2 separate regions of the Mus musculus genome follow, and region 1 is linked to region 2. Evidence: chromatin contacts called from public promoter capture Hi-C data. All regions are on one chromosome and are shown on one strand. The core of a region is the stretch at or near the end of the contact, and the rest is flanking DNA. Distances in the headings are between cores, read along the strand shown.

The links. Promoter capture Hi-C pulls out the DNA fragments that hold promoters and counts their contacts.
Region 1: a contact with region 2 is called in a promoter capture Hi-C map of liver, with 4 times the contacts expected there. A contact is called at or near these places in 3 of 39 promoter capture datasets (hippocampal neurons, liver and pre-B cells).

What each region holds. Positions count from the first base shown.
Region 1 is chr19:34,517,684-34,520,794 of GRCm38.p6, forward strand. All of the region lies in intron 3 of Lipa (lysosomal acid lipase A), which reads right to left. Among named protein-coding and RNA genes, the nearest start is that of Lipa, 8.2 kb to the right of the region's middle.
Region 2 is chr19:32,179,960-32,182,763 of GRCm38.p6, forward strand. The region is part of intron 5 of Sgms1 (sphingomyelin synthase 1); the gene reads right to left. Among named protein-coding and RNA genes, the nearest start is that of Asah2, 78 kb to the left of the region's middle.

The sequences.
Region 1 (3,111 bases), core at 133-2,632, 2.3 Mb after region 2:
AGTGAATTGGAGTTGGTAGCAAAGTCTGCCATTGGGTTTCAGTTATCCAAAATGATGGCTCCTGAGTGAATTTTTATAGTCTAATTCTAGTTTTGAAGACTTGGCCTTAAAAATCAGTTCAAATACTATTGATTTCAAATACTATTGATTTTAGTGCCTCTCTGTTGTATTGACAGAATAACTAAAAATGCCTAATTAATTTAAAAAAATAATAAGAACAAAACAGAGATTTAAAACTTCCCAAGTCATGGTTCAGAAGTCCGAGGCTAGGGAGCCTGGATCCCTTGAGAACTAGCTATCTTTATTATCACATGTCAGTAGGTAGAAGGGTAAAAAGGCACATGCCAAAGGAGGACATGAGGTGCGGCCTATCTGGAGGAAGAAACAAGGTGAAGGGGCTTAGGTCCAAAGTATAGATCCCAGGAGACTAAACAACGAATCTAATATGTAAGTTACCAGATAGCTTTCTGACTTTATCAGGGACAACACTGCAAACCCAGTGGCTAACATAAAGGGCTGGATGGATGGAAACTTAAACACGAGGTATAGGAATCTTTATGCCACTTCAGCCGTTTATCATGGGAAAACTACTTAACCGCCAGAACCTTGTTATCCTCATCTGGCCAACAGGCTGACCAGAGTCCAAATGATTCATCTGATGATTCACGCTTGGGGGGACACTTGGCTTGTCCGCAGAAAGCAATTAGAAAGTCATGTGGCCTTTATCAGAGTCCAGGCCATGACATTTCCACTTCAAAGTCTACCTGTAGGAAAGGGAGTGACCTGCACTGCAGGAGCGAGCACATGCATGGCCCCACATCCCATCGCTAGCATAGTGCTGCTCTCCACAACCCTGGTGACCGTCACTAGGATCGGTTAAGCCATGCGAAGGCAACAACATGGCCCACCTCATTCACTGCAAGTTGAATTTGGCAGGGGTGCACATAGGGAAAGATGCCTCAAGGGCCTTACAGCAGGAATGGGGTAGATACCATTCTTCTCACATAAAAGATGAGGAAACCGAGACCATCACACTCGAGCCTGAGGCTAGCGCTTTTAGTACAGTAACACTAGTAAGGCTACAGATTTTGTCCCTGGCTGTCTCTGATCCTGGAAGATAGGGAAGCCTTTACCCCAAATGTGACTTAGAACAGAACAAAGAATATTTTGGAATCTCAATGCTTTGCTCCTAAGAGGGCTATGAAGGACTTGGGGACAGGCCAAGTCCTTGGGGTGCAGCATTTTCAAAGCAAATTAATCAGCAGCATAACCAACATTAAAGCAAATGAAGCCAGAAGGACGTCGGCCTCCACAGGGCTCCAGCTCCACTTGGCCCTGTGGGGAAGGCAGTAATTAATTACACTTGTTATCAGCCATCTGAGTTACTGTTGACTTAACCACTGTGAACCAAACACACAGAGAGTTCAGAAGATATGCCCGTAGGTGCCTGGTTCTGGGTGCAACAGTCTTTATGGATCTAATGGATGGAGATGCACACATTCCTTAATATTCTGTCCTGGCTGCACTTTTCAACCCAATCCAGAGCTGCAGACATTTGTACTTGTGCCTATTGGAGACTCTGCTTGCAATTTTCCGTTTAAAATACATTGTGTGTGTGTGTGTGTGTGTGTGTGTGTGTGTGTACACATCCTTGTGCATGTCAAGGGAGACATTAGATATTCTCCCAGACACAAGACACTTAGCAGCAGCTAGCCAAGAAGGAAGGGGTGTGGAGAAAGGGAAGAGGCAGGCAGAGCAGTGTATGCTACGATGTTACACTTCTCCTTTGCTCCAACCTCAACCAAAGTTGGACAAAGAGACTGTACAGCTGGCTTGACTTATGTTGTTGAGTTTAAAAGACTGAAACAGATCCCCTATCCAATGTACCATCAGAAGCCTAGAAGCCTGGGTATGCACTACACCCTGTCTACATGTGCTCAGTGCAGGGAATTATGGGCCAGATTATGTACCCTTACTAAAGCTGCATTTATTAAATGAATAAATAAAGCTAGAAACTCACAAGTGGTTTCTTTCAAAAGGAAGGTTTCTCTACAGAAAGACCCAATGAAATCAAAACAATGGCCTGGAGCCCTTTCTTTGCAAGACAACTCACAAGTCACGATGAGAACTTTCACCTATGACTCAAATGGCTCAGTTGGCAACCCTTGGAGAGTCTGTGCCTAGGCCACGCCTGAGAAGTCTGCTTCCTCATGTTGCATGTAGTTGTTTCTAGTCTTCACAGCCCAGAATTCAATCTCACCCCCCAGGTAAGCAGATGCAGAATTGTTCAGGTACAAATGAGATATCTGATTCCCCAGTTAGGTGACAGTAATCGGTTGATTTCCCAATTAAACAATTAGTAAGTCAATTGGCCTTGTGTTTTCCTTTTAATGCTGGCACAAGTAGTATTTCCTTGTTTTAGCTAAATAAAGTCTATATTATGGTTATAATAGGATCAGCTTGCTCAGTACTTATATAAGGACACGTTCTAAATTCAAGGAATACTACCTCTGCAGTTAAAACGCCCAAGTAGCTGCCCTTTGCCTTGGCCGTCTCCAGCAGGAAATGACTGAATTGATCTCAAAGAAATATGTTCTAAAGGTGCAAGCTTTTCAAATTCTTGGTCCAAGCAGGGAGTGAGAGCCTTGTAATATTAACACTCATCCTTAAGGCTGAGCAGATAAAAATAAAACCACTTCTCTATAAATGATTAATTTCTGCGTTTCATTTCCCTTAAGCACTTAGTGAATACTGTGGTAGTTCAGCATGTGATGAGAGTGATTGCTTAAAAGTGGGAAGATGGCTCAGTGGGAAAAGAGTAATTTCTGTGAAAGTCTAAGGATTTGAGTTCAAATGCCCCACCACCCACATTTAAAAACAAACAAACAAAAACCCTAAAAAGAAATCTAACATGGTATGAGATGGAGACAGTGGGATGCCTGGGACTTGCTGGCTACCAGACAGGTTCCAAACTCAGTGAGAGACCCTGTTTCAAAGGAATAGGATGGAGAATGACAGAGAAGAGCATCTAACACACACACACACACACACTGTATCTTAAATGGGAAATTGCAAGTTTAGTCTCCACTAGCCAGCCACAAGTACAGACGT
Region 2 (2,804 bases), core at 267-2,766:
ACTGTTAGATTGCTGCAATCTGGGGTTGGGAAATTTAGCTGAGTGGGAGACACTTGCCTATCAAGCAAAGGCCCCAGCTTTGGTCTGCAGCCAAAGAGGGGCTGGGTTGGAGGGCTGAGGTAAAGTTTAACTTCACCACTAAAAGAAAAGTGTTTTCTTTGTAAAATGAACTATAACCAGCAAATGAGCCAAGGAGAGAGAGAGAAAAGAATCCAGCCACGGCTGACCAGGGCAGGCTCTGTGAATAGTTTACCTTACCGAGGAGAGCTTGCCCGCTCCACCCTTGGCCGTTCCTACCATTTCCCCTTTCTGGGGCCAGAGGGCACTGAAGAAGGGAGACAGGTGGTTCGGGAGATAATGAAACTCCCAGTCAGCTGGGTAGTTTTAGCATTCCTTGTTGCATGGTCAGAAGGACCCAGTGCTTTGGGCACCCTGTTCCTTCACCTCCCCAGTTTCCTACGTCCAACTTCCCCCTAGTCCCTTCACGACCTCAGCTCCTCTGCACCGCGGTCAGAAAACTCAAGTTCAGGAAGGTAATTTGTTTTCTTTTCCTTTTCCAAAACCTTTCCTGACTCAACTGAAGTTGAAACAACAAGACAAAAATCAGACAGACTGTCTATGTACAATCACATATATTTTCTCCTGGTAACTTTAACATGGAAGAATCTTGTGAATTAAGAACTGGGATTATATATGACTTCTGACCCGTGGGTTTCGGTTGGCTCCAGCCAGTCTTGGAAAATAGTCTAGTTCTGGAATTGGAACAGAATTAGTACTCTTGTGTACGAGTTGCTTTCTTGGGAAATGATTAGGGACATGGAAAGTGCCTGTGGTGTTCCATATTGTAAGTTTTAATGAAGCTTAGATTCAGCAAGTGTCCTACACACTACAGTTATGCTTCGCTCGTTTGTTGGCTGGCTTGGCTTTACAAGATAGGGTCTCACCATGTAACACTGGCCTGGTCTCAAACTCACAGAGAACCTTCTACCTTTGTCTCATGAGTGCTAGGATTAAAGGCATGTGCCATCATGCCCAGCACGGCCCTGCTTTGGGGGTAATATATCTTAGATACATATGTACAGAAAGCAAGGATTTGAGTCTATGTCCTAATATCTCTTCTGACTTTATTCTGCATAATTTCACAGTTCAAATTTTGTAATAAGCATATTACTTTCATAATCAATAAAGGCTATAAAAAAATGGATGTCCTAAAGGTGGTGCCTTCCCCAAATAAAACTACACTCGAACACGTTATCTACCTACTCCACTCCAGAAAGCTCTCTGCACGTATGCGCTCATCCAGCGTGATAGGCAGAAAGTGAGAGGCAAGACCCAGTGAAGTGACAAGCTAAATTTAGCAGACAGATCTGAGCTACACTTCTCAACAACAACCCCTGAAATAGTCTGGTCTTACAAAACTAAAGTGCATAAGCTTGTCACTCAGGGCTTCCCAGGGCACTGAGTTCTATCGAATGCTCCCGAGAGTCACATGCTAGTAAATGAAGTGCCACTGTCTGCTATTGCACAATATCCTGGCACACAGCGCTTTGTGTCGCTACAAAACTCGGAATGCCCACAAATCAGAGGCAAAGGTCAACCTCCCTTCCTCCCCTTTTCTTTTTGTTCTTTTCCGTGTTGTTTTAAGCCAGGGACTCACTATGAAGTTCAGGCTGGGTTTCAAAGTGAGGCTCCAAGCCTGACTCAGCCTCTCAGGTGTAGGATTAAAAGTGTGTGCCATCATGGCCTGCTTAAGGTCAAGATCCAGAAACACACTTATTAACCACGGAAATCACAACAACCTCGCATAACAAAGACTCAAAGATTTGTAATAAAAACATTTTCTCCAGTAGACACTGAAATTATTAAATGTGTTTTGTAATGTGGAATTATCAAAGACTTTAGGTCATCACGCTGCACTGCTGAAGAGAAGGCGGCCCAGGAATGAGTGACGTAAGTCTCTTACTCCATGTCCAACCCACAGAGTTGCCAGGATTATCACTCTATTGCTTAGAGAGGCAAAGGCAAAATTTCTCTTTCTCCTACTTCTCCTTTCACAAAGTCTAAAAATAATTCCACTTGTCATAGTTTCACAATTTCTATGGAATTTTCTTTTAAACTTCCAGTCTTCTTTATGGCCTAACATCTTAAACACACACGCCCTTCCTCGGGGCAGCAATCTGTTAAGAGAGCAGAGATGGCTTCCTCGCTTGTGCTTTGAGTTAAACAGTGTAATCCAACCAGAGGGGAAATCTCAGGCTGGAAGGTAAACAGGATCTGAGGAAATCGCAACATCCCCTAAAGACAAAGCTTTCCTTTTCTGGGTACACGATTACCTGCTTGGTTTGAACTCCAAAGAGCAGTGCGTCACAAGCCTGTCTCAACTTCCTGAGCATAGTGTTCTCTAGATATGGCTCTATTATGTCCACAAGATACCGAGTCCTTACAAAGCACATGTTGTCATATTTATGCTTTCCTTTGTTTTCAGTAGGCACAAAGATATTTTGTTTCCAACATAAAATAAAAACTACCTAACGGCCATGGGGTTTGGCTCAGGGGAACTGCTTTTAACATGTTTATATTTACACATAGATGGCCTTAAAACATTAGAGTTCAACATGGCGCTACATGCCTACTGGAATCCCTTTCCATTTATATCCTGAGGTAACCGTGCAATGGGGTGGGGCTTGTGGAGGTGATTGTGTCACCATGATAGAACCCTCACAGATGAGACCAGTGTCCATACAAAAAAAAAAAAAAAATGAGACCCAGGAGGGCCCTGTCCCCTTCTATCCCAAAAGGGCCTG